Regions from separate parts of the Mus musculus genome. Here all the other regions are linked to region 1. The links are chromatin contacts, called in public promoter capture Hi-C and targeted proximity ligation maps. All regions are on one chromosome and are shown on one strand. The core of a region is the stretch at or near the end of the contact, and the rest is flanking DNA. Distances in the headings are between cores, read along the strand shown.

Region 1 (3,567 bases), core at 674-3,173:
AAAGCCTAGGGCTGAAACCAGTGTCCCCTATGACCTTTGATGCAGGGTGTAGCTGCAGCTATTCCCTGAACCCCACTCCCACCATGACCCAGGAGCCTGACCAAGACCGATTTCTCTCTTCATTTCTCCAGCATCGTCTACTTCAGAATCACTAATATTCAGCCTATGGAAGCCACATCGAACCTACTGGACAGAGCAGCAGAACAGGGTTGGAGGATACTACTGGGGAGACTACTGGGGTTGAGTAGTGGGCAGCAGCAGATGGGCAGGTTTCAGGAAAGTGGGGCAGGCAAGCTGGGGAGGTCATGTGGGGACCACTTCAGCTTTCCATGGAACTGGTTGAGTCTCTTGTTGCTTTTCCAGCTGCCTCTGCCTCTGATGGAGCTCATGGAGACTGAAGTTCTGGATATTCTCAAAAAAGCCCTCATCAGTGAGCACTCCACCCCCACCCCCACCCCAGCTTCCACAAAAGATCCTGGTGGCTTTGGCAGGGCTTGGGGCTGTGGAGTTTCAGGATATGTAGTCTTGTCAGATCCCCTTAGCACTCACAAGGATGCCCTAAAAATTAAAAGTCAAGAGAGTAGGCACAGGCCGACTCAATGGAGTGAGTGACTCAGAGGACTTAAAATAAGCCCCTTTCTAGCAAGTCTGTTTTCTCTGCTTGTTCAGTGGAGTGACAGCCTTTGGGTAGCTTTGCTTCACTCCCAGGTGTGGGAGCTGTGACACATCGGGATTTTTTTTGGGTAAATGTACTGGATATTGGATTATCTGCGTAACCTTCTGCTCATGGTATATGAGCACATAGAGGGAAGAAAGGGCCAGATAACTAGTTAGAGTGAGCGGCTCAGGAGGAGGTTGGGTCTCACTGCCTCTGTTCAGGCTTGCAGCAACTTCTTCAGCCTTCTTCCCCTCCATTCTTCACATCGCACCTAGGAGACCCAAAATTCCCCAAACTAACACAGATCCAAATCCAGCACTAAATGCCACCTCAAATCACCTGTGGTTCCTCAAATGGGGGAAGCCCTTTGCTGCTGTTCATGGCCCTGAGCTCAGCTCTTCCCTCTCCCTAGCATATAGGTCCACGATTGGCAGGAACCACTTCATGACTAAAGAGCTGCAGGGATACATCGAAGGGATCAGGAAGCGCAGGAACAAGAGGCTGTACTTTTTGGATCAGTGAACCTCCAGCTCAAGTGGCCGACGAGACGTCCGCTCCGTGTCCTTTCCGGTCCCTCGAACCCAAGCTCAACCTCATCTGCATGGAATTTGAATCCTAGAGAAATTAAAGAGTCTATGCATGGTCCCAGAGTCAGTGCGTGGCTGCTTGCGTGAGGCGGACGCACGTGGCCCCGCCTTTCCCCGTGACCTTCATTCGGTCACCGCAGTGACCTTGAGTTTTGTCCGCTCGTGTCTCACCTCTGCCTTTGAGGAACTCGCAAACCAGGGCTACTTGCATGTTTTAGGTCTGCTTCTCCACTTGAGGGTCCTCAGGGGTGCTGATCTACCAAATCTGTCAAGTGTCCCATCAACATAATGGGGTGGGGTGGGGAGCAGCACCCTGTTAGGCCCCACCCCTTATGCATATGCAGTTACATAAACCCGCCTTTCATTTACATACACGTTCAACGCCCTCACAGAGTGAGTTCACTGAACAGCTACGCCCACTCTTATAAGGCAGAGCACCGCCCTCCTTCGTGATGCAAGGGTGCTCCGGCTTCTCTCCCGCACCAGTTCCTAGTCTTCGCTCCTCCCCTAGGTTCAGGCCCCGCCCACAGGAGGCCGCGCACGCGTGTGTATCGACAAGGCCTGCCCGCTGTCCTCCGGGTACGCAGGCGCCGCCGCCTCCCTCGGATATTAGCATAGGGCACCTGGCCCCACCCCCTGTTTTGCATGCGCAGGCCGGCCCCGCCTCCGCTGTCAGCTGGAGGAAGCGGAGTAGGAAGCAGCCGCGATGTCCTTTTGTGTCCTACAAGCAGCCAGCGGCGCCGCCGAGTGAGGGGGGACGCAGCGCGGCGGGGCGGTGCGGCCGGAGGAGGCGGCCCCCGCTCACCCCGGCGCTCCGGGCCGCTCGGCCCCCATGCCTGCCCGCCAGCCCTGCCGGAGCCCAAGGTCCGGGGGCGGAGGGGAAGGCGGCCGCGGGGGTGGGCGGGCGCGGCGGGGGCCATGTGCAAGCGCGGGCGGGGGGCGGGCTGCGGGCGGGGTCGCGCCTGGTGCGTCGGCCGGGTCAGGACTGGCTTCAGGTCCTGGCCTCCAGTTAGCCTCGGGCCTTGGAGCGAGTCCCCGGGCAGCGTTCAGATCGATCCTTGAGCATTGCGGGAGTCCTCGGGGTGGGCTGGAATTGAAAGGGTCCCTTGAGGCCACGTGGGGGCGCTTGCAGGGGCTTTGGGCCACCCTCCTCTCTGGGTCATAGGTCATCGTAGCGCGAGGGAGAACTTCTTCCTTGTCGCCTCTTCTTACTTCCTGATAACCTGATAGAAGTCCCCCGCGGGCAATGGGGGGAGGGGAGATTAGTAACTTCAGGCAACTTCCCATAGGTGTGCGCAGGTTAATGGGGGGTGGGGGGCGGCCCTGGAGGTCGCGAGAGGTGGTGAACTCTGCGGTAGCTGGAGTGTAAGAATGAACCTTGCAGGTTTGGGGTGCAAAAGAGGTGGAGCCGCGCCCTGCACGGCGTGGCTGGACTGGGCTTGCTAAAGCTGGAGGGGGTGGCGTGTCAGAGGTGAGAGACTCCCTTACAAGAGTGTGGTGAGGGATTAGAAGACTTGAGTGTGAGTTTGCTTATTGAGTGTGCTCTTTTGCTGGGAGTATGTGAGAACTTGGGACTGGTTAAAGGCCATGTGTGAGTGGAAGGTTCCCAGGAGAGTGTGAGCATGTGTGGACATGTGGAAACTCCTGAGAGAGTGGCCATATCCTTTGCCTCCGCCCCCCTTGGCCCCCCTTAGCCCCCTCCCGGTTCCTCAGTATGCTCTTGAATACTTGAGAGTACCTCCTGGAGTACATCTGGAGAAAACTGAGGAGAGGATCATGCTTATGCTCGGGGTTGAGAGTTGCCTGCAGGTTGAGGTTAGCCTGCTTCCTGGCTTGGGTGGGAGCTAGACTTGCCAAGCCGCTCCCAGGTTCCCAAGAGGAAGACCTGCTGTCAGTTACTGGCCTCAGAGGCTCTGGAGACTCTGTTCCCATGGCGACAGCTGGGGGCCCTCTTCATGGGCAGCCCTTCCTTGGACTCTGCCTCCTCCTTCTCCTTGGCTGAGCCTGGAAGCCTGGCTTAGTCCCAGTGTTGCCCAACCTATGTGGCAGGGTGCCTCCCTGTGACCCTGATGGTCTTTCCCTGCAGGTGACCAGCACCATGTCCAGCCAGGTGGTGGGCATCGAGCCTCTCTACATCAAGGCAGAGCCAGCCAGTCCTGACAGTCCAAAGGGTTCCTCAGAGACTGAGACTGAACCCCCGGTGACCCTGGCCTCTGGTCCAGCTCCAGCCCGCTGCCTTCCAGGGCACAAGGAGGAGGAGGATGGGGAGGGGGCAGGGTCTGGTGAGCAGGGCAGTGGGAAGCTAGTGCTCAGCTCTCTACC
Region 2 (3,567 bases), core at 321-2,820, 2.0 Mb after region 1:
TGTGTGTGTTGCTGCAGGAGTGGAAACTGTATAGTGGAAGGTCTTATAAAATCAAAGGTCCTCTCACCTGTGCAATTGGTACAACAGTGATATGTTATCTCAGGGTTTTTGCAAGAATTAAATGAAATTCTATATGGCAAGCCGCTGGTAAAGGACTTCATTTAACATGCACTCCTGTTGACTGCGGTTATAACACGACACCATGCAGCTTGGTTGGGGGTCTTGGGCCCTGGGATCCTTCACTTGCCTGAATTTGCCCTTGGTGGCTATGGATAGCCCTTATTTTCCTATCTGGTTACACTTACATTTCAACTGGGTCTCAGTCAGACAACTTTATACCTCGTCTAGAAACAATGAGAACAGGCAAAAGGAAAGAAGAGGACTTTCCTCGGGACACATTTTTACAGAATTCCCCCTTATAATGACACTCACCAATCAGAACCAAGAGCTACTAGCGCTGTGGTGACAAGGCTGGCCTTAAGCACATGGTTGCTCTGGCCCCTCTAAATAGGCAAGGTAAGGAAGGTGTGTTGGATTTCAGTCCCGAAACACTACCTCCTACACAACTCTAGGGGACAGCACTACCTCTTGATGGCTGCCCATCCCTTGGGTAGACTTAGTCCTGAAGTAAAGCTGACAGTGTTCCAGAGTAAGAGAAGTGAGCTATCTAAAGTCACACAGCTGGTAGGAGACAGACATCTGATTGAACCCTAGACAGCCTAAGTCAGGCCCCAGCTCTTTGCAGTGCTTACCACATCTGGTCAGCAAGTACTTGCAAGAGCCATGGGTCACCCAGAAAGACTCCTCCCTGACTACCAAGAGTAAACAACATGCTTGTCTGCATCCTGGGCTGCCCTCCAGTCAATGTCACTGGAGACCGCTTTTCTATTCTAGCTGGCAAGTGGTCACACTAAGAAAGTGCCAGCTACTAGCTGGCCTCGACTTCAAGTGCGTTGAGGAAACTGGGGTTCCCAATGTTTTAAGGATGGCTTCCATGGCGACCCAGTGGAGCACCTGTAGCATTTTTCTGCACCCCTGGGACTACTGGTGGATGGGACTACTATTCGCACAGCCTACATACACTCTTTGTAAGAGCTTCGTAGTCTCCAAATAGCATCTCCAAATCCTAAATCCAGGGAGGAGGGGGTCCACATTATTATAGTCTTCTCTAAGTGGAGGTTCCTAACTGCCAAATCCAGGGTAGGGACACTGGAGGTGAAACCCCAAAGAGAGCAGGCTCCCAGCTACATGTGTGGAGGCTCCCGATGTATAGGAACTCTCACGTTTGGGGACCTTGTCAGTCCCCTCTGTCGGTACCCGACAGCAGCCACGCGGGGTACTGAGAAACTCAAACTTTTTCACCAAACATCGCCCTACGCCACGCCTCTGTGCAGTGAGGGCCAGCAGACAAAAGGCCAAGGCCTCGCGGTCCTTGCAAGGCAGGCACCACCCGTAGCGCTTGGGGGCGGGGAGAAGATGAGGGGAGGAACTGTCTTCGGTTCTTCTACTGGCTGTAGCTGCTGTCCGTCTGATCCCTGGGGCGACTACGGGTCGGTAGGGGCGGGGCTTGTGTCCCAATGAATGGGGCGGGGAGCCGGAAGCAGGAAGTGAGTTTGCGAACGGAGCAGCTGCAGCAGGTGAGGTACAGCGCCTTGGTTTTGGGGTCACGGTGTGTCATCTTCAGGAGATCAGAGCGAGGCCTGGCTGTGCATGCAAGATCATCCCCTTTCTGTCCACCCTTCAGTGCCTCTTCCAAATCTCTCCCAGCTTTTGGGCAAGGAGAATTTCCAGGCAGTAAAGAGTTAACACCTCTTTCCGAGCGAAGGGGTAGATGGGGCGGAGCCGCGCAAATAAGGAGTACAGAGGGTGGAAACGTGTCCTTAGCCAGGGGCGGAGCGTGGAGAATGTGGTGGGTTCGGAATTCCTTGGGTCCCAACTGAGCTGAAAAGCTTTGGATAAGTTGCTTGCTTTCCAAATGTCATATGGTTCCTATCTGGAAAATGGGTTGTGCCCTTATATGGCTTCCCAACAGAGCAACAGAAGAAAACAGGATAGTGAAGGGCTGAAGAAAGACATGAGACTGGGGCAGATGCTAGGAGGGAAAAGCTGGGACAAAATATCATTGCTGTTTTTGATTTATTTTTTGACAAGGTTTTATGTACCCCAGACTGACCTTGGAATCTGACCCTGGGCCTGGTTGTTGGTTAGACAAACTCTACCAACTGGGTCACATCCCTGTCCTGGATTTCATACCCAGCTGTTGAGCTTGGTGTCATACTCACAGTCAGTGTTGCAGAGGAGCAAAGAGCAGTGCAGGGAGGTGAAGCGGCTGCCCTGGGTTTTAGACCTTTTGGTGGAGCGGGGTTGGGACGGTGGGGTGGATATCCAGCATGAAGCCTTTGTCAGCAGTTGTGATGAGCTAGAGGTGTTGGGAAATTCTGAACAGAGACTAGGACATCTGAGAAGGTGGAGATGAGGCAGGGAGTGGCTGGGGCTGGGAGTCTAGTAATGAGGCTGTGTTCTGCCGGTTCTTCCTTCGTACACTTGGCATCCTGGGCCTTAGTGTCCTCATCTGTAATATGAAGTGATTGGATTCAGATTTTAAGTCTGAGAGGCCACAGGCCAAAGCTGGCCCGCAAGTATTTGAGTCTTTGAATCCCAGCATTTCAGGTGAATGGATGCGACTGGATTACTCCCTCCTGGACTTCTGGATGGAAGAAGTTAGTTAGCTCATGAGCTTTCAGAGCAGCCGCGAAGATGCTGCGCTCTCTGAGATGACTGTGATGTGTTCTTGCAGGGCTCATGGCAGATACCCAGTACATCCTGCCCAATGACATTGGTGTGTCTAGCCTGGACTGCAGGGAGGCATTCCGCCTGCTGTCACCCACAGAGCGCCTCTATGCCCATCACCTGTCTAGAGCTGCTTGGTATGGGGGCCTGGCAGTGCTGCTCCAGACATCCCCTGAAGCCCCCTACATCTATGCCCTGCTTAGCCGCCTCTTCCGTGCCCAGGACCCTGACCAGCTGCGCCAACATGCCCTGGCTGAGGGTCTTACTGAAGAAGAGTACCAGGTCAGTTCTCACAGGCTCGCCTGGCTTCTGAGGGGCTTCTGGAGATGTGCGAAGGACCAGGAACAAGGGGCATAGGGCTCTCTCTCCAACTAGGTAGAGGATTAGACTAAAGGGTGCTAGCTCACACACACACACACACACACACACACAGCCCTGTAGCTTCAGGCTTGTTTTCTGTAGAATGTGCATATGGTCTGCCATTAGTGTAGTGCCTGCTTCAAGATACAGGGAAACAAGCCAGGCATGGTGGCACACATCTTTAATTCCCATACGTGAGAGGCTGAGGCAGAAAGATTGCTGTGAGTCTGAGGCCAGCCTAGATACCATAGTTCTTAGCAGTCTGCCATGACTGTACACCTGATACTGAGGGACAGAGGAAGGCAGCCTGGGTAGATACCAAGGGTAGAATGTTCTGTTTGTCTCTTAGTTCTTGTTGGTGGATGTATTAGCCAAATACCATACTTGAATCTTATTATATTGCATCAATTCAGAAAC
Region 3 (3,567 bases), core at 331-2,830, 2.0 Mb before region 1:
GCAACAATAATCATAGGAATAACAGATTACCTTTCAAATATCCACGTTCTTTTTTCTTTTTCAGTACGAGGTATAAAACCTAGGCCTTTAGGCCTACTAGGCACCATCTCTTAAGCTACATCCCCACCCCACTTTTAAGTACTTCACCAGTACTTTTTCAGTCCTGACAACAATATGGTTATTATGATCCCATTTTACAGGTAAAGAAATTAAAGTTAAGAAATCAGGATAAATATTACAAAGAGGCAGGAACCATTTCTAAACTCCTAAAACAGAATTCCCTTTTGTTAAGGTGATGGTATATGGGAATTACTCAATGAAAAATTGAATTAGCTAAATATATTGAGATTCTATACCTACTTTAACATCTTCTCAGCCCCCCCTCTACAGCACAAGCACCCTGAAATCTCTCAATGGTCAGAAAACTGTAACCTTACTAAAAGCTCTCCCTCCCAAATGTGTGCTTTTCCATACTATTCAAGAATTCAGCCTTAACCAGTGACATACACCTTCAATTCCAACACAGACAGATCTGAGTTCAAGGCTAACCTACATAATGAATTCCGAATTCCGAGACAGCTATGTCTATCCATAGAGAGACCCTGTCTCAAAAAAAAAGAAAGGAATGAGCCGGGCGTGGTGGCGCACACCTTTAGTCCCAGCACTCAGGAGGCAGAGGCAGGCAGATTTCTGAGCTTGAGGCCAGCCTGGTCTACAAAGTGAGATCCAGGTCAGCCAGGGCTACAGAGAAACCCTGTCTCGGAAAAAAAAAAGGGGGGGGGGGGGGAAGGAATGAAGGAAAAGAGAGAGAATTCTAATCACGCACCCACTGAATTAAATGCCTTCAGTGTGCAGAGAATGGGGGTGGGGGATCCCCCGGAGCACAGAATATAAGCCTTTCAATTCGCCCAATATATAAGCTGTGTCTTAAGAGTCTCAGAAGGCGATGTTGAGAAAGTAAAACCCCTTCCCTCTTACTACTATCTGTTCTGTCAAACACAACCGCATTCTCTGGGCAGATAAGGTTCTGTACCCTCCCTTTGATCAAAAATAAAGGCACCTCAATACGAGAACAAATATTGCGGCTCCGAGCCTTGGCTCCCCAGAAACTCTCATGTAGTCCAAGCCTCCTCCCGTAAAAGGGGCAAGGAGGCTGGGTTCTCAGGAGCGCTGATGTCCCCAACTGCTGGCAAAGCAAGGCCGGCCGAAGAAGGCACTGAGGTCTCGGGAGAGGCAGAACTACGAGCAGGGCAGGCATTGCAGCCCAGAGTTTTTAGTGAAGCGGTCCCTGAGTTCCGGGAAGACGCGACCAGAATCTCTGAGAATCCTGACGCGGGTTCTCTAGGTAAGATCCAGCTTTCTGAGGAGAAGGCTGGCGGGGCGGCGCGATGAAGGAAGATACCAGGGGCTCTGACTACCTGAGAGGCGCGGGACCGTGGGTGGCGGGGGCAGGCCCGGGTGGCCCTGGGGCCCCGGGAGGGTCGCACAACGCGGACATCCCGGAGCCCTACCCGGAGCCTGAGGCGGGAGCGGCGGAGCACAGGCGACGCATGCGTGCTGACTGGAAACGCGACAGAAACTATCGACCCCGCCTCTCAGGAAAATCCGTCCGGCTAAGTCTGGAGCCCTAGTACTTTGGTTCCGCGTCGCATCGGTCACAGCGGGTAATAGGCTTGCTCTCAGCACAACCTTCACACCCACCCCCCAGGGGCTTCGTAGGCATAGGAAAGCTTCCGAGGCTTTCTTCTACATTGCAATCTAATAATCTGTTAAAGTATAAACATACCGGGCAGTGGTGGCGCACGCCTTTAATCTCAGCACTTGGGAGGCAGAGGCAGGCGGATTTCTGAAGTTCCGAGGCCAGCCTGGTCTAGAGTGAGTTCCAGGACAGTCAGGGCTACAGAGATAACTCTGCCTCGAAAAAAAACAAAAAAGGAAGGAAGATCAACATGTTTTTTATTATTTCTAAATGATATGTATATGAGTTATTCTCAGTCTAGAAGAGGTCATCAGACCTCCTGGAGCTGGAGTTACTGGTGGTTGTGAGTTGTGTGACATTTATAAAGTAGTCTGGAGATGGAGAGATGGCTCAGCAGTTAAGAGCACTTAACTGCTATTCTTGCAGAGGACTAGAGTTCAATTCTTAGTACCCATATGGCAGCTAGTTCACAAACTGTAATTGCAATTCCAGGGCTTCTGATTCTGGTCTCCATGGGCATATGATACACATGCATCCATGCTGGCAAAATATTCATATCCATAAGATAAATCTAAAAAGAAAAGTTTAAGGCCAGTGGTATTGTACACATTCAATCACAGCATTTGAGACAGGGGTAGGTGGATCTCTATAAGTTTGAGGCCAGCCAGTTTTATAGAGGGTGTCCCAGGGCAGCCAGGCTACAAAGATCTCCCGTCTCAAAAATAAAGTAAAATAAAATAAAAAATTGTCAATGAGGATGGAAAGATAGTTCAGGGGTTAGGAATACTTGGTGCTCTTTCAAAATGCTCAGGCTCAGTTCCCAGCACCTACGTGGCAGTTTACAAATATCTATAACTCTGATTCCAAGGGATCCAACAGCCTCTTCTGGCCTCTGAAGACTCCAGGCATGCACTACATACATAGTGTACACACACTATATAGTGTACACTATATAGTATACACAACATATATAGTGTACACACACATTGAGCACAGGACTCAAAACCACAAGGTTGTCAGTTATGGATATTTAGTTGAGAAGGAATGAAAACCTAAATGTGGCAAGCCCATGTCTAATTGAGTTTTGTTTTGACACTTGCTGTGTGTATGGGGACATGTGCTTGCCACAATTCAAGTGTGGAAGCCAGAGGACAAGAGTAGAGTCAGCTCTTTCCACTATTTGGGTAACAGGGATAGAACTCAGATTGTTGGGCTTGGGCCAAGTACCCTTACCCCTGAGTTACATCACTAGCCTCCCTGTATCTATTTAGCTGTTTACAATGGTAAAAGTTAGGAAAGGGGGCTGGACATGTCTTTTATACCCATCACCCCAGCACCATGGAGGCAGAAGCAGAAGGACCATGTGATCAAACCAAGCCTGGCCTATATAAGGAAAATCTTCGAAAACAAAACAAAGTCCTCAGATCTGGCATCTCACTGAGTGCTGACTGGGAAATACAGGCCCTCAAGATGTAGATGGCACAGGGGTTGCCTCGAATGCAGGTACCCTGGGTTTGAATCCCTAAACACAACCAAAAAGAAATGTTCCTTACTTAACTCTAATGCTAAACATAGTGTGGACTATGATCAGACCCTCTCCTCCCTATCTACCACCCTTAATCGTCTGTATGTTCCAGAAATGCAGAATTGGAAGTGTTTAGAAAGATGGGGGGGAGGGCACTGAAGAAGCTAACCAGTTTCATTTTGAGATAGGGTCTTACAGCTGGGCAGTGGTGGCGCACACCTTTAATCCCAGCACTCGGGAGGAAGAGGCAGGCAGATTTCTGAAGTTCGAGGCCAGCCTGGTCTACAGAGAGTTCCAGGACAGCCAGGGCTACACAGAGAAACCCTGTCTCGAAAAACCAAAA
Region 4 (3,567 bases), core at 687-3,186, 1.9 Mb after region 1:
GTTCTCTGGGCCTTGCGCACACTTGCTATTCTGACTTTCACCTCCTCCTCTTTCAGTGTTTGGATACCCAGCACTCACACTAAAACCACTGCGGCAGAATTACGAATCAATTTCCTTGTAGCAAACACCAACATTTGCCAGTGCTTGCCTTAGGTAACCTTTCAGAAACAGTGAACACTAAGCCCCTCCCCTACCTTTCTTCCTACTTATCCAGTATTTACTAAGCACCTAAAGTGTGCCAGGCACCAACAGTCACCGTGGACTGTGGCAGATGCTACAGTATAGCTATGACAGCCTTTGGCCTCGAGGAAATGACAAATTTCTGGGAGAAACGCAAAGAAGCAGACCTTTATAATGGTGTGAAGAGAGTCAAATTAAGGTGTTATGGGAGGTGTCTACACAGGAGCTGGAGCTTGCTGCTACAGTGACAGCTTCCAGAGGGAGACAGACTAGGTGAGGACCAGGCCGCCTGAGATGGAACATTCCAGGCAGAGTGAAAAACAAGTACAAAGACCTAGAAGTGAGAAAAGGGACCAGGGACACAGGCATGTGAACTTCCACTAGACCCAGGCTCCTCTAGCTACATACGGCAAGTTATTTAGGCTTTGTGCAGTCTGACTTTTCAGGCGGAACTGTGAGAAGGGGCCTCTGTTGGAATTCCCAAGGTCAACAAAGGAGGCAGGAGGAGAAACCTCTGCAGAACAGATTGAAAATCCAAGAGTTAGGGTGGAAGGTATTTTCAGAAGGAAGGAGACAACGAGAGATTGATACTGCCAGGCCCCCAGAGAGAATAGGTCATCTTGGATGTAGATGCTTCTAGTTCACACTGGTGTGATTTCTACATCTCTGGTTGCTGCTCTGTAAGTCTTTCCCATGGGGAAGGCATAACTCCTTCCCCCAGGAAGTTTTTTTTTGTTTTGTTTTTTTCGAGACAGGGTTTCTCTGTGTAGCCCTGGCTGTCCTGGAACTCACTCTGTAGACCAGGCTGGCCTCGAACTCAGAAATCTGCCTGCCTCTGCCTCCCTAGTGCTGGGATTAAAGGTTTCTTTGTTTTTTATCTCATATTCTCCCAGTCTCATGTCCGACCACCCAGTGAAATGTGGGTGTTTCATCAGGACAGGGCAGCAGGCTGTCCTACTCGCCCAGTGCAGTGCCAGCTCACTTGATGACTGGGAATTTCTAAACCCAAATTAAACAACATAAACTTTTGCAGTATAGAAACTGGCTTTTCCTTCTTGGCAACCCTACTTGGAGTAACGCTCCTTCACACCCATGCAAGTAATTATAGCGCCGGACCTGCAGGAGAGTTTAGTAGCATTTCCTCCTGCTCTGAAAATCCAGATCTCCAAAACAGCCTCACTGTTCCCCTTTTCACGCCTCAGACCCTCCACACTGGCAATTCCTTTTCACCGTTGTATATACTCTTTCTAAGACGCAGGATGAATTCAAGGATCTCCTTCCTCCAGCTGACTCTGATCCTGACTTCGTTAAATGAAGTCACAACCAATCGTCCCTCCTTAACCCGGGTACAAATAGGGGATATACCATTGCTGAGGGTTGTAGGGAGTGGAAGAGGCACACGGTAAACGCGCGGTGTATAAGCACCTCCACAGCAAACCTCCAGGGAAAGCAGACCCCTCCCTACAGACACAGAGGACAAACTCTGCGGCGCAAGGAACTATCCCACCTCGATCCACCCTCGGAACCGCGGGCTCCTCTCAGGCCAGCGCGCGAGTCGGGCCGGTTAAGTCTCTGCTTTAGCTCCGATCCGGAAAGCCCAACCCAGCGCCGGGCGTGGCCATACGCACCGCAGACACTGGGGCCTCCGGCCTCACGTCCAGGACTCCCGGAGAGCTGTCCGACCCAGGGTGTGAACGCCGCCGCCGTTGATCTCCGGAACAGTGCTGCGCAGGATTCTCTTTCTCCAGGAGGTGTCGACGCTTCCGTGTGCGTCATCAGGAGGCGCCCATTTGTGGCGCTTACAATGGAACCACTGGTGTCCAGGCATGCCGGGATACGGCGGACGGGTCTCCATAGCAACTGGCCCCCAGTAACCCAGGCCTTCAGCCTGTCCTAGCATTGTGGTCGGTGTCCTTGGGTCCACCGCCGTCTAACACGGTGCTCCGGCCCACCACCCCTCGGCTTAGGAGAGTAACAGAGCCAGCTGTGGGTGTGACATTCGTTTATTTACATAATGTCATCCGAAGGCAAATGAGCAGCCCAACCTACTGGAGGGCACAGATCTGGGACTTTAACCTTTATCTCTTTCCTCCTTCAGGGATCTCGGAGGGCGGAGGGCGAAGGCATGAGAGAACGGGAAACGTTCTTAGCACTACATTCTACGTTTTCATCTTTCTTTCCAAAAGCCTCATTTTATTAAACACTCAAGCTTCCCACCTCTAGCCCATTCAAACTTTTTGCTCTGCCGCTATCCACCCAACATGGTTAATAGTAACAATATCATAATAACACTGTAGCAATATTAATAATACTTCACATTTGTACGAAGTTTACAGGATGTTTACACATACAGCGTCTCATCTGAGCCAACAGTTCTGTGAGGTAGGTATTTTCACCTCCCTTTTTACAGACGGCGTAACGGAGGCTCAGAGAAGTAATAGTATTTGCTCAAGGCCACACAGCTAGTTAGTGGTAAAGCTGAGACTTGACTCCCAGCACCCCATAGTCAAGTCCAGTGTTCCAAACCCATAGCTACCTCTGTAAAGTGGAGGCATGTTTCTTACCCCAGTCAGGCCTGGAGCCAGATACTGACAATTCTCAGACCATGGAAGACAAGGACTCAGCATCGGTGGGGAGAGTTGGGGTACCTAGCCTTCAACTCCTGTTTGAACTGGCGGTAAAGGATCTTATTGCGCTGGTTTTCAGCCTCCTTTTGGGGATGGAACTTCAATGCCTCCTTGAATCCCTTATGAACCAGAAAACCTTCGTTCAGCACCTCAAAATTAAACCCTGCCACGTGCAGCTCACAAGCCTGGAAAAGGGGCGGGGGGGGGGGAGGGAGAGATAGAGGAGGGGAGAGGGAAGAGAGGGAGAGAGACAGGGAGAGGTCACAGTGATTTAATCACAATAACTTAATGATATCCCCAGGGCCCACATGATCATCCCTAAAGTTCCACTCCACTGTCCTCAATTCTCCATCATCCAACCACTTTCTTCTTGCTTCACTGCCTCCTTTCCACCAATGGCCACTTCACCCCTGACACGCCTCCAGTCTTAGTCCTACATGCCCTCTCCCTTTTAAGTACCTGGCTGATTCGATTGAAACCATACTGCCGAAAGCGTTCGTCAAATGTGGGCACCTTTCCTCCAGCCACATAAAATGGTTCCCAGGGGTCCCTCCAGGGCACCACGTAGGCAGGTCTCAGCAAGCTCTCCTCTGGCAGGTTGACCCAGCGGGAGTAGTTGGTGGGCGCATGGCAAGGCGTGCACAGCCCATAATAGAAGGGCCGGACTTCGCCCACCTGATAGAGCTGCACCAGCTCGTTCTTGTTCATCGGCATTCGGCGGGACCGGCGGATTTCAAATGCAGGCACCACCAGGGCTGTG
Region 5 (3,567 bases), core at 593-3,092, 1.4 Mb after region 1:
GATGATACCATGATGGAACGCATTACTTTGTACAGTAAATACAAAATTAGTTTAAAAATTAAAAAAAAAAAAAGTCAGGAATGGTAACACACGCCTATAATCCCAGCACTCGGGAGGCAGAGGCAGGCAGATTTCTGAGTTCGAGGCCAGCCTGGTCTATGAGTTCCAGGACAGCCAGGGCTCCACAGAGAAACCCTGTCTCGGGGAAAAAACTCATAAACCGCGTGGAAGCCCAGACACCCGATCAGCCCTTGCTTACCCACACAGCTCTCCTGTTCATCAGGCTCGTAGCCCTGCGGGCAAGGGTTTGGTTGTTGAGCATGGGCCGCTGGCGGTGGAGGTCCTTCACCATGGAGATCACTGATGACGGCAGCAGAGCGAGGCAGACACAAATAACCCCCGTAGTGGTTGATGCATTTCATCTCACCCTTGCAAGCCTCCGGGATGGTCAGGCACTCGTTGACATCTGCAGAGAGGGGCCTGCTGGGCACAGCCAGTCACCTGGGCTGGCCCTGGAGGTAGTGGGAGGCAGATGCCCAACTTGGCCTTCTCTAAGCTGAGCAACAGAGCAAGACTTTCTCTCTGCTAGGCAAACTAAGGCTGCTGACCCAGAAGCCCTGCCAGGGATTGGCAGGACTGGGAGTGGGGCCCCCTGTTTCACACTGGTATCTCCATTCTCCTGCCTCCTCAAATCCCTGCCTCTACCTTTGCCCAAGAGAAATTTTGCGGGCCTGCCGACCCACGGGGCATGCACGGCTCTCCCAGGCTGCATTGGGATAAAGAGCTGGGCTAGGCAGGTACAGTGCAGTCCAGGGAAGGTGTGCGTATTTCCTTCTCTCTGGGCAATAGCCAGGTGCTCCCTTCCCTCCTGCAGGATAGAGGCCGTTTGTCCAGCTTCTTGAAGGGGCAGGGCTCCTAACTGAGTGGCACAAGGGAAGCATGGCTGGCTACCAAGCTGGACAGGGAAAAGGGCCATCAAGTTCCTGCAGCAGCTCTGGGAGGTAAGGTATCCCTGGGAAACAACAACCCCCTTCCCAGTTCCTGAAGATGGCTAGTACCCCAGACAGAGACTCACCCCGGCAGTGCTGGCTGTCTGCATCCCACTCATAGCCATCTGTGCATTCCTGGAAGGGAACCCGATGTGGCCAGTGACCACCCTGGCTGTCTCCACCAACTAGCCAGGCCAAGACCAGGGCCAGAGTTCAGAGTCATGCTCGGGTCAGCTCCACACAATGGCCTCCAGCTTTCCACCAACCAAGCCGGGGAGAATCTTGCCCAGAAGCAGCCTCCCCAGGATCCTGATCTCACTGTCCTTCCCATCCCATCCCAAGCTGGTGACCCCACGGTCCCCACCGTGTAGCTGTCCGGCTCCTCGGGATCCTGTGGGGACGCTGCTCCCAAGAGCAACAGCAGAAACGCCCAGAGCAGCAAAGACCCGGGGAGGCAGGAGGCAAAAGGGAGCATCCTGAGGCTGGGAGGTGGTGGGCAGAAGTCAGGGGTTTCTGCCACAGCACCCCCCATTCCCTCTATCTGGAAGGGGAGCCTGGGTCCCAGCTGTCTCGTCTCAGGACTGTGCTGAGGCTGGAACCTTCCAGGGCTGGGGACAGAATCCTTTCGCAGGCCTATGGCCCAGGCCCGCAATCCCGGACCGCCCCGCCCCCGCCCCGCGAGTCGTGAAGCGCAGGCCTCCCCGCTCCGCGCAGCACCGACTCGGCCGCCAAACGGCCCGCGCCCTCCCTCCGCTGGAGGCCACTCACGCGTCGACTCCAGCAGTGCCTGCGGGCGGGCGGACGGACGGACGGACCGCGCAGCTCACTGGACGCGCGGCCCCAGGAAGCGCCCCCCGCCCGCCCGCCGGCCGCGGCCCACCCCGGCGCCTCCGCCCGCCCTTCGGCGGATTCCTGAGCCCGCGCCAGGGGGAGGGACCCCGACCCCCCGGCTTCTCCGCCCCGGCCGGCCACAGGCCCCCACCCGGTCCCCCGCGGCGCTGCCTGGAGTCGCCTGCGGACGCCCAGCCAGAGTTTCCCAAAGTTTGGATCCTTAGGCCACTGACCTTGATGCTTGGCCCCCAAACTCACCTAAGGACCCCGGGCCTTCACTCAAAATGTTATTCTGCCCACCTAGACCCTATCTAACCTGTGCCTCCGGAATCCCATGCTGTGCATTCGCACCTCCGTGTAACCCGATTCTGCGCCTCCCAGAACCTACTAGGCATTTAATCCTCAGAGCTTCAAATTCTACTCCTTTCAGAATTTTATCCAGTGTTAAACCATCATCACTTAGATGATCCTAAAACTTCATCCAAGGTTTCCAGACCCTCGTCCAACTTAATTAATTGTCCAAATTAATTGTCCAATTCCCTCTGCATCCACATCCACGGCCTCCAGGTGGTCTCTTTACTTGGGGTACTGCTTCCCCAAGCCGTGCCAGCGCAAAACTACAGTAGTATGGGGGAGAGGGCAGCAGTATTCTTGGCTCGAAATGAATGGAAGCCCCTGGGAAGGCGGGCAAGCTTGAACTTGGGCGCGGAGGACACTAGGGCCCAGTGCCAGCCCTTTCCCGAGCCTCTTCCCATCCAAGTCCCCCACCCAGTTTCCGCCTCCGCCCCCAGCGGAGATCATGCCTTGGAGGCGGAGTCTGGGTGCCTCCAGCGCCCAGGAAGGGGTGAATGGGCGGGACTTCGCGTTGCCCACGTCTCAAGGCGGGCCTAGACGGGAAAGGGTTGCGTGTCCAGGGTTCCCGTGCCTGGCCCAGACCGCTAGCGGCAATAACCAGGTCTTCCTTAACTTTCCCTTACCCAACCTCTTTCCATCTTGTTTGTTTGTTTGTTTTTGTTTTGTCATTTTGAGACAGGGTCTCACATTGTGTAACTCTGACTGTTCTGGAACTCACTAAGTAGATGAGGCCTCGAACTCACAAAGATCCGCCTGTTTCTGCCTCCTAGGCTCTGGGATGAAAGGTGTACACTACCATGCTCCGCTCTGCCTTGACGTTTAAAAAAAAAAATCTGCTTCATTTCATTTAACTGTCTGAGTGGTAATGTATGTGGTATATTCGTGTGTACCTATTCACCTTATGTTTTAAGACAGGGTTTGTCGCTGGAAATTACTAATTTAGCTAGATTGCGTGGCCAGAGTGCCAGAGTGGTCTGCCAGTCTTCACCTCCCTGGCCCTCTAAGGGTTACAAACCTGCATCACCACTATAGCTGGCCTTTATGCTAGGGCTGGAAATCTGAACCCAGACCCTCATGCTGTGTAGCAAGCGGTTTACCCAATAAGACATTTCCTCAGCTTCCATTGCCTTGATTAGAAAAAAGAAAAAAAAATTAACGGGCTGGAGAGGTGGCTCAGCAATTAAGAGCAATGACTGCTCTTCCAGAGGTCCTGAGTTCAATTTCCAGTAACCACATGGTGACTCACAACCATCTGTAATGGGGATTGGATGCCCTCTTCTGGTATGTCTGAAGACAGCAACAATGTACTCACATACATGAAATAAATTAATAAATCTTTAAAAAAAAAAAAAGAAAAAATAAAAAAATTAACTTTTAATGATGCATATACATG
Region 6 (3,567 bases), core at 356-2,855, 1.4 Mb after region 1:
GTAAAGCTGGGTGCTGGGCTCCCAAGGTGAGCCTGCGGAGGAGCAGAGCTTCATCCTGTGCAGTGAACAGGGCCTCGCCAAAGGCCGCCTTCAGAGACAGAACTGAGTGTAACAGTGTCAGCTGTGCCGTGCCCAGCAGCCGAACCAGCTGTGGCTTGAAAAGCACTGGTGGCTGTCCCCGAAGACCCCGGAGGGCCCAGCCCAACAGCCACAGAAGTTGAGCCTGAGCCACAGGAGTGAGCAGATAGGAAGTGTCCAGAAGCTGGGCCACGGCAGCCTTCAGCTCTCGGGCGTCCTCGGGGCTGGGCTCTAGAACCGGAAAGCCACGCTCCTCCTCCCCAGCTGTGGGCCAGCTGGGCCCCTGGGGCTTAAGATGGGCATCCCATTCCTCAGCCAGGGTCCAGTCCCAGGGACAACTCCCAGTGGAGAAGTCCTCAGCCACCAGCAGGCCTTGCAGGCCAGCCCCAGACCTGGACTGTACCACCAAGGTGTCGTGTAGAACAAGGGCCAGAAGCAGGCTGACAGGCTGGATGGGACCTGTTTGCCCTGGGAGGCTCCGCAGCATCCCCAGGGCGCCGGCCAGCAGCCCAGGCTTACAGCGCTCAAGTTCTCCAAGGCATTCACAGGCTGTGGCCTGTAGATGGCGCTGTTCTGAAGGGGTTCCAAAGCTTCGTCCCAAGTCTCGGCCTGAAGCTAAGCCAAGAAGTAAGGGCAGAAGCCGGCAGGAAGCTCCCGAAGTGGGTCCGAGAGCATCTCCTGACACCAGGGCTGTAGTGGCTGCCAACAACAGGAGCCTCCGGAGAGCTGAAGGTCTTGTGGGCAGGAGGACAAGCGTGTCCAACAGGGAAGTGGCAGCAGCCTCCGCGGCAGGTGCATCAGGCCAAAGTTTATCAGAGTACTCCAAGCTCAGTGTCAGTAAGGAAACCTGAGATGGGGGATTTAAGAGGAACTCGTTGAGTTCAGCATGCGGTAGTATGAAGCAACCATATGGACCACGGCAGGGCACACGGGCAGGACCTACCTTGGTCTGCTCGCTTAGCTTTTCACTCCTTAGGTCACTCAACAGGTCGCGACCCAAATCCTCACCTTCGGCACCTGCCAGAAAGGCGGATGGGCTGGCTCGGAAGGCCCCCAGGCGCTGGGCCCAGGCTTCTCGACCTAGGGGCCCCATGGTCAGTCATCCACTTCTCTGTAAAGGGAAGAGAGCATCAGACACCGAGGCGAGGACGACGCGCAGGCCTTTACGGCCACTAGAGGGCGCCCAGGTCCTCCACCTTCCCGAGGGGCTGCTGTTACCCTAGGGCCGTCTTGCAGACCCCTCCCCGCCCCCCAATGCCTAGGTCCCGAGATGAACTCTGGAGGCTTCGGAGATAATGCCGGAAGCAACAGCCCGGGCCCCTGCAGGATAGGACCCGCAGGATCGGGGTGGGGGTGCCCAGAAGGTGCGTGCGGAGAGCTCATTAAGCCTCCCGCCTACGAAGGGCATCGAAACCACAGCGTCGCTCGCGCCCCTGGCGCCCGTGGTAACGGGTCGGCCTCTCTCACCGCTTGAGTCAGCTGCCGCGGGCGCTCGGTCGGCTCCTTCCGGGCTGGCAGGCTGGCGGCGCGGGCCGGGGCGGGGCGCGGCGCTCGGCGCGTGGGCGGCCGGGACGGGGCGAGCCCGGGGGCGGGGCGTAACGGAGCCTCCGCCTGCCACGCCCGCCAGGCCGGCAGGTGCCGACTCGCCGGTTTCGCCAGGTCTGAGTAACTGTCTCGCCGTGCAGGCCCCCTGCCCCGAAACTGCCGCAGGCACGGGCAGGGGCGGGGTTTGGTGGGCCGGGCTCCCGGTCCGCTCCCCGATGGAACTGCGTTCCCAGGCCCTGGAGCAGAACAGCGGCTTGGGCAGATCGGGAAGGCGGCCAGCGCGTCCCCCAGTCCTCCCGCCCGGGCCCGGTGACTGCGCGCTTGGCCCGGCTGCTTGAATGCGGGTCTTCGGGCGGCCGCTGGGTGGCGCGCGAGGCGCAGTCCCAGGGCAGAGCAGGAAGAGCAAGGCGTGGGTCACTGCGGGACCGGTCGAACCGGCGCCGCAGGGCTTGGCTTGGCGTCCTCAACGCTGACCTGGCGTCGGGGGTGCTGGGGGGGACCACCTCGCTCTGCTTGGAGGCGAGGACCCGGGGCCAGGGTCGCAGCCGGATGGTAGCTGCTGACCTTTGCCCGAAGTCGCACGGATTGCCTACAGGGGTCGGGCGCGCTAGAGTAGAGCGAGCAGGGCGGGACCTTAAGACGCAGCGAAGCCGAAACACAACGGGATCCTGACTCTAGGTGTGCGTGTTGGCGGGGCCTGGAGGGTCACTCAGCTCGTAACACACCTAATATGAACCGAGAAACCAAGGCTTGAGAAGACAACGGCCGGGCTGCCAGACTTCTGGCCAAGTAGTACACACGCTACCTACTAGAGTCCAGAGGACTGTATCTGGGCTTGTTGGCGAGTCCCAGGCTGTGGGTGCTCACTGGCCCGCTAGTTTCAGGGGCTCAGACCTTCTGTCGTCCAAATCTCATACTCACCGTCCTATAAAGCCTCCTGCTAGCCACTTTGAAGATGAAACACCTGAGCCCCCATTGCTAGCCTCTGGCTATTTCTTTGTCTTTGTCCCTTTGGGTGGCCCAAGTTCCTTCCTAGCCCCTTATCCTGACCTGGCTGCAGATGAGAGTGGTGAGGTAGGGTCCTAAAAAGAAGACTGCCTGGGCCCCCAGAACAAGGGTAGAAGAAGAGAGAATGGAGACATGGGGGCGTTGGGGGAGGCACGGGGAGCTAGAAGACCTGGTCTCTGCTCTTCTGGGCTCTGGCTCCACAGCTGACTCACAGGCGACAGCTCTAAACCACTTCCCTCTAGGTGCCTCAGTTTCCCCATCTATAAATTGGGAGTGATGACTCCTGTTTAAGAAGCTTTGGGGTGGGGCGCCCGGCTAATTAGGCCCAAGATGAAAGAGGCCAGGGTGAGAGCAGCCCTGGGCTGGGAAGGCAGGTTGGAGTAGGAGCCTGTCTGGTTGCCCTGTCTGAGGCCCAGAGGGCGCTGATAACTGCAGGTCTGGTGTCCCAGCTCTCGGTAGCCAGAAAGGATTATTAAACCCTGTTACAGTTGAGGGGAGGGGCTTCCAGGGGTCAGGGAGTCCAACTCTGGCTGTGTCCCAAGCTTCTGATGCTGTAGCCTCTGCCAGCCTCCAGCCTCCCTGGGCTTTGGTTCTTTGAGGTGGCATGTGTGGTTTCCAGAACTGTGTGTGATAGATGGATGTGTCTTCCTGAACTCACTAGGGCTCGTAGCCAACCCTGGGTGCTAAGGGTGGGTATCTGTCTCCCATGGGCTTTCAGGAGCCCAGAGAAGGTAGAGTCACTTGTACAAAACTCCAGGGCCTCTGTAAGGAGGACTGGGCTTCTGCTACATGCTCCGTCTGCTGCCCTCGCGCTCCTGATGTCCAAGTTCATGAATGGGCCCTGTTCTCATCTGCCTGCCCAAGTATCCTCTTAGGAGAGGCAATGTTTGCTTTGTCCTGGCAACAGACGGGGCAGACAAGAGGTGCCTTCAGCTC
Region 7 (3,567 bases), core at 660-3,159, 1.0 Mb after region 1:
GAGTAAACAGTAGCTGTCTTCAGACATACCAGAAGAGGGCATTGGGTTCCATTTCAGATGTTTGTAGGCCACCATGTGGTTGCTGGGAATTGAACTCAGAACCTCTGGAAGAGCAGTCAGTGTTCTTAACTGCTGAGCCATAGCTCCAGCCTCAGAAAACCCTGTTTTAAGAAAAAGTATTTGAGTATATGCATGTTAGTGCAGAGGCAGGATGAGAGGGTATCAGATCCCCTAGAGCTGAAATTACAAGCAGTTTTGAGTCACTGAACATTGGTCTTTGTGGGTTTTGTTTTGTTTTGAAGAAATATTTTGCCTGCATATAAGTCTGTGTACCAAGTATCCAAGATAGCCTGGAGCTGGAGTTAAAGGTGGTTTTGAGGGGCTGGGAATACAATCCAAGACCTTTAGAAGAGCAGACAGTGCTCTTCACCATCTCTTCAGCTCCTGAACTCTGGTCTCCTGTTTAAACTGCTAAACTATGTCACCAGCCCCACTTTGAGATTCTAAACAACTGGGAGATGGCTCAGCTAGTTAAAGCACTTTTCCCTTCTCTTCTCTTCTCTTCTCTTCTCTTCTCTTCTCTTCTCTTCTCTTCTCTCTTTTTTCCCCATTCATTTATTTATTGGCATCGTACCCCTGTCCAAGACAAGCACTTTGACTGTGAACCTGACCACCTGAATTTTGTCCCTGCATCCCAGATAAGGAGCTGGATGATGTGTGTTATTCCAGCACTCTTTTTTTTAAATTTATTTATTATATGTAAGTACACTGCAGCTATCTTCAGACACACCAGTCAGATCTCCTTAAGGATGGTTGTGAGCCACCATGTGGTTGCTGGGACTTGTACTCAGGACCTTCAGAAGAGCAGTCGGGTGCTCTTACCCGCTGAGCCATCTCACCAGCCCTTATTCCAGCACTCTTAGAGGGACATGGAAGTCAGAGACAGAATCTGCAGGAAGCTTAACATCCAACTGGGAGTATGCTACACAGCAAAGCCCTGCCTCAACAAGGAAGGGAACCCCTCCCAAACCTCTCTAGCTAAATACTTATATATCGACTGAAGTGTGCTCAGATTTTCCTAGAGCACCCTGAGGTCACTGTTGCCAGAGAAAGCTGAGCCCTGGCCTGCTACTGCACAGAGTTGTCTGGACTATGCACTGCCTGTTCTGCTATGTAGGCCAGGAGTACAGGGAGTCAGGCACTAATCCTTAGCAACTGAGTAGTCTTGAGGGCCAAAAAAGAAATGTGCAGATGAGACCACTAAAATAGATTTAAGAGAAAATATTTGGTTCGCAGGAGACGACACTTGGAGAGACTGACAGCATCCAGTGGTAAATGGATAGGCTCAAAACCTATGAAAAAGTGGGGTCCTGGCTGTTTAGGGGCAGGGAGGGCTAAGTTATCTACACCTAGTTACAAAGGAGGGAAGTGACTAACAGGAATTTAGATCTTGCCGTGACCCACCAAAACTGGTTAAAAAAAAAAATGTCCTTTCTTGCCACCGGTGTATTTTGTAGGCCGTTGGCAAGACCAGAGGCCAGCGCTGTCCATGGTAACTCTTTTGTGACTAAAAGCTTACATTCATTCATTTTCTCCTTTCATCTTGTTTCCAAAACAAATCCTGGAGGGCCGGTATCCCAGTTAGGTACCACGTAGGGATGGGGTCGAAATCACCTGGGTGGCTGTCAAGGCACGCCGGCTGGTCGACAAGTGATAGGCACTAAGGCCGGTTCTTCCCGCCAGACCCCTCCACTCAGGAAGCTCCTCCTCCGGAGGGCTGACAAACCGCCACTTCCACAGCATCCAATCAGATGTAACTGGAGGCGGGACAAGTTGCCGCTGATGGCTAATCAGTTTGTTAGGGCGGGGCTGCGGAGGGGCCGCGACGAGGTTTTCCCAGCCTTGAGAGACCCGGGTGAGGGCTGTGCGCGCTCTGCGCGCGCCCGCTCCAGAGCAGCCTCTCGGCGCGCTCTGTCCTCGGGTCGCGGCGCCCGTCACTCTCTGGTTCTGCTGAGGCCCAGGAACCTGGCTGGGGCAGGGACTGGAGGCGCGGGACGGCGCCTGGAGGTGGGTGCGGAGCGGGAGGCCCTGTAGCCGGGTGGGCGGGCGGGCTGGGGTCGACGCCTGTGTCCGTCCAGCCGACTGACGAGGGGTCAACTCAGCGAACCAGGGCGCAGAGCCCAGCGCTCGAGCCGCCTGCTTCCTGGCCGGTGCTCCCTTCTCTCTGATATCACTCCAGGCTATCACTGGGCAGAGGACACTTCTTCCCTTTTGCCCTCATCCTCCTCACCCTGTCTCCCTTTGTCGTCTTGGCATCTTCACTCTCCTGGTTGAACCGTTGGGTAGCTTTACCACCCCGCCTTGCCAGCGCCGAATTGTACTAGCGCCTTCAGACACCATCCATCTGGCTTTGTCATCTGTACCATCTCACCTGTTCATCTCGACTCTGTCCGTTCAGTCTACCACCTGCCTTCAGCCATCAAAATTCAACCTAGGTCCTCCTCCTCCTCATCTCCTCTCAGGGGACTCCTCCCTGGCACCCTGAATGTCCCCTACACCTGCCCCGCTCAGCCTCAGCCCCAGGCCTCTCCTTGTTTTTGCTCCTTTGTTGTCCCTGCAGCTGTCTCCTGGTTGTCTTTACAGCTGTGCTTTAGCCTCTATTCATCCTTCCACCCCATCAATACCAAACCCCAGCCCAGAATTCTCTCCACTTCGGACCAGAAACACTCGACTCTGCCAGCTCTCTTCTGGGTCTAGCCCTCTCCTCCCACAGCCTGGCCATCTCATGTCTCTTTCAGCTGGCCTGGTCTCCTCCAGCTTTCTGCATTCCAGAGAATTGCTCTGGCTTCAGGGGTCCCGACCTCTTCTGTTCTTCTTGCTCTCAGCCATTGGCACGCTCTCCTACTTTTCTTCCCCCAGCAGCTTCCCAGGGAGTCATGGAGCTGAACACCAAGAAGAAGCTTCACGCCCTGTCCCTGGCTGAGAAGATCCAGGTGCTGGAACTCTTGGATGAGTCTAAGATGTCCCAGTCAGAGGTGGCCCGGCGCTTCCAGGTCTCACAGCCCCAGATCTCACGGATCTGCAAGAATAAGGAGAAGCTGTTGGCAGACTGGTGCAGTGGCACAGCCAACCACGAGCGGAAGCGGAAGCGTGAATCCAAATACAGTGGGATCGATGAGGCTCTACTGTGCTGGTACCACATTGCCCGAGCCAAGGCCTGGGATGTAACGGGGCCCATGTTGCTCCACAAGGCCAAGGAACTGGCCGATATCATGGGCCAGGATTTCGTGCCTAGCATTGGCTGGCTGGTCCGCTGGAAACGTCGAAACAATGTGGGCTTTGGGACTCGCCAGGTCCTTGTCCCTCTGTTCCCTCCTGAAGCTCCTCCTGCAGTTCTCCCATCTCAGGCCCAGCCACCTCTTTCTCTTAAAGACTTCTCACCAGAAGATGTTTTTGGCTGTGCTGAAGTACCCTTGTTGTATCGCGCGGTGCCTGGCAGAGTGTTTGAATGTGATCGGTTGCAAGTACTGTTATGTGCCAACAGCAGAGGCACAGAAAAGCGAAGGG

The links. Promoter capture Hi-C pulls out the DNA fragments that hold promoters and counts their contacts.
Region 2: a contact with region 1 is called in a promoter capture Hi-C map of liver, with 5 times the contacts expected there. A contact is called at or near these places in 3 of 39 promoter capture datasets (cranial neural crest, liver and pre-B cells) and 1 of 130 datasets of targeted methods (pancreatic cancer cells).
Region 3: a targeted proximity ligation map of pancreatic cancer cells shows a contact between it and region 1. A contact is called at or near these places in 1 of 39 promoter capture datasets (the C10 cell line), 1 of 484 Hi-C or Micro-C datasets (B cells) and 1 of 130 datasets of targeted methods (pancreatic cancer cells).
Region 4: a promoter capture Hi-C map of liver shows a contact between it and region 1, with 4 times the contacts expected there. A contact is called at or near these places in 1 of 39 promoter capture datasets (liver) and 1 of 130 datasets of targeted methods (pancreatic cancer cells).
Region 5: a promoter capture Hi-C map of liver shows a contact between it and region 1, with 5 times the contacts expected there. A contact is called at or near these places in 2 of 39 promoter capture datasets (liver and pre-B cells).
Region 6: a promoter capture Hi-C map of pre-B cells shows a contact between it and region 1, with 4 times the contacts expected there.
Region 7: a contact with region 1 is called in a promoter capture Hi-C map of pre-B cells, with 2.8 times the contacts expected there.

Annotation. Positions count from the first base shown.
Region 1 is chr19:6,920,164-6,923,730 of GRCm38.p6, reverse strand. Esrra (estrogen related receptor, alpha) reads left to right here and starts at 1,923. Exons shown (of 7, transcript NM_007953.2): 1 at 1,923-2,109; 2 at 3,332-3,567. The coding sequence starts at 3,344. It overlaps Catsperz (cation channel sperm associated auxiliary subunit zeta), which reads left to right. Exons shown (of 5, transcript NM_001039494.2): 3 at 132-208; 4 at 364-430; 5 at 1,071-1,305. The coding sequence ends at 1,180.
Region 2 is chr19:4,926,290-4,929,856 of GRCm38.p6, reverse strand. It overlaps Dpp3 (dipeptidylpeptidase 3), which reads left to right and starts at 1,570. Exons shown (of 18, transcript NM_133803.2): 1 at 1,570-1,637; 2 at 2,798-3,072. The coding sequence starts at 2,803. It also overlaps a transcript of Peli3 not described here.
Region 3 is chr19:8,891,000-8,894,566 of GRCm38.p6, reverse strand. It overlaps Ints5 (integrator complex subunit 5), which reads right to left and starts at 1,580. Exons shown (of 2, transcript NM_176843.3): 1 at 1,419-1,580. The coding sequence starts at 1,498.
Region 4 is chr19:5,039,732-5,043,298 of GRCm38.p6, reverse strand. It overlaps Brms1 (breast cancer metastasis-suppressor 1), which reads right to left and starts at 1,936. Exons shown (of 10, transcript NM_134155.3): 1 at 1,809-1,936. B4gat1 (beta-1,4-glucuronyltransferase 1) reads right to left here. Exons shown (of 2, transcript NM_175383.2): 1 at 3,267-3,567; 2 at 2,165-2,992. The coding sequence ends at 2,801.
Region 5 is chr19:5,472,965-5,476,531 of GRCm38.p6, reverse strand. Efemp2 (epidermal growth factor-containing fibulin-like extracellular matrix protein 2) reads right to left here and starts at 1,842. Exons shown (of 11, transcript NM_021474.3): 1 at 1,758-1,842; 2 at 1,354-1,471; 3 at 1,076-1,124; 4 at 260-466. The coding sequence starts at 1,464.
Region 6 is chr19:5,566,062-5,569,628 of GRCm38.p6, reverse strand. Ap5b1 (adaptor-related protein complex 5, beta 1 subunit) reads right to left here and starts at 1,605. Exons shown (of 3, transcript NM_001362046.1): 1 at 1,546-1,605; 2 at 1,022-1,189; 3 at 1-925. The coding sequence starts at 1,171.
Region 7 is chr19:5,892,470-5,896,036 of GRCm38.p6, reverse strand. Tigd3 (tigger transposable element derived 3) reads left to right here and starts at 1,909. Exons shown (of 2, transcript NM_001362045.1): 1 at 1,909-2,067; 2 at 2,920-3,567. The coding sequence starts at 2,937.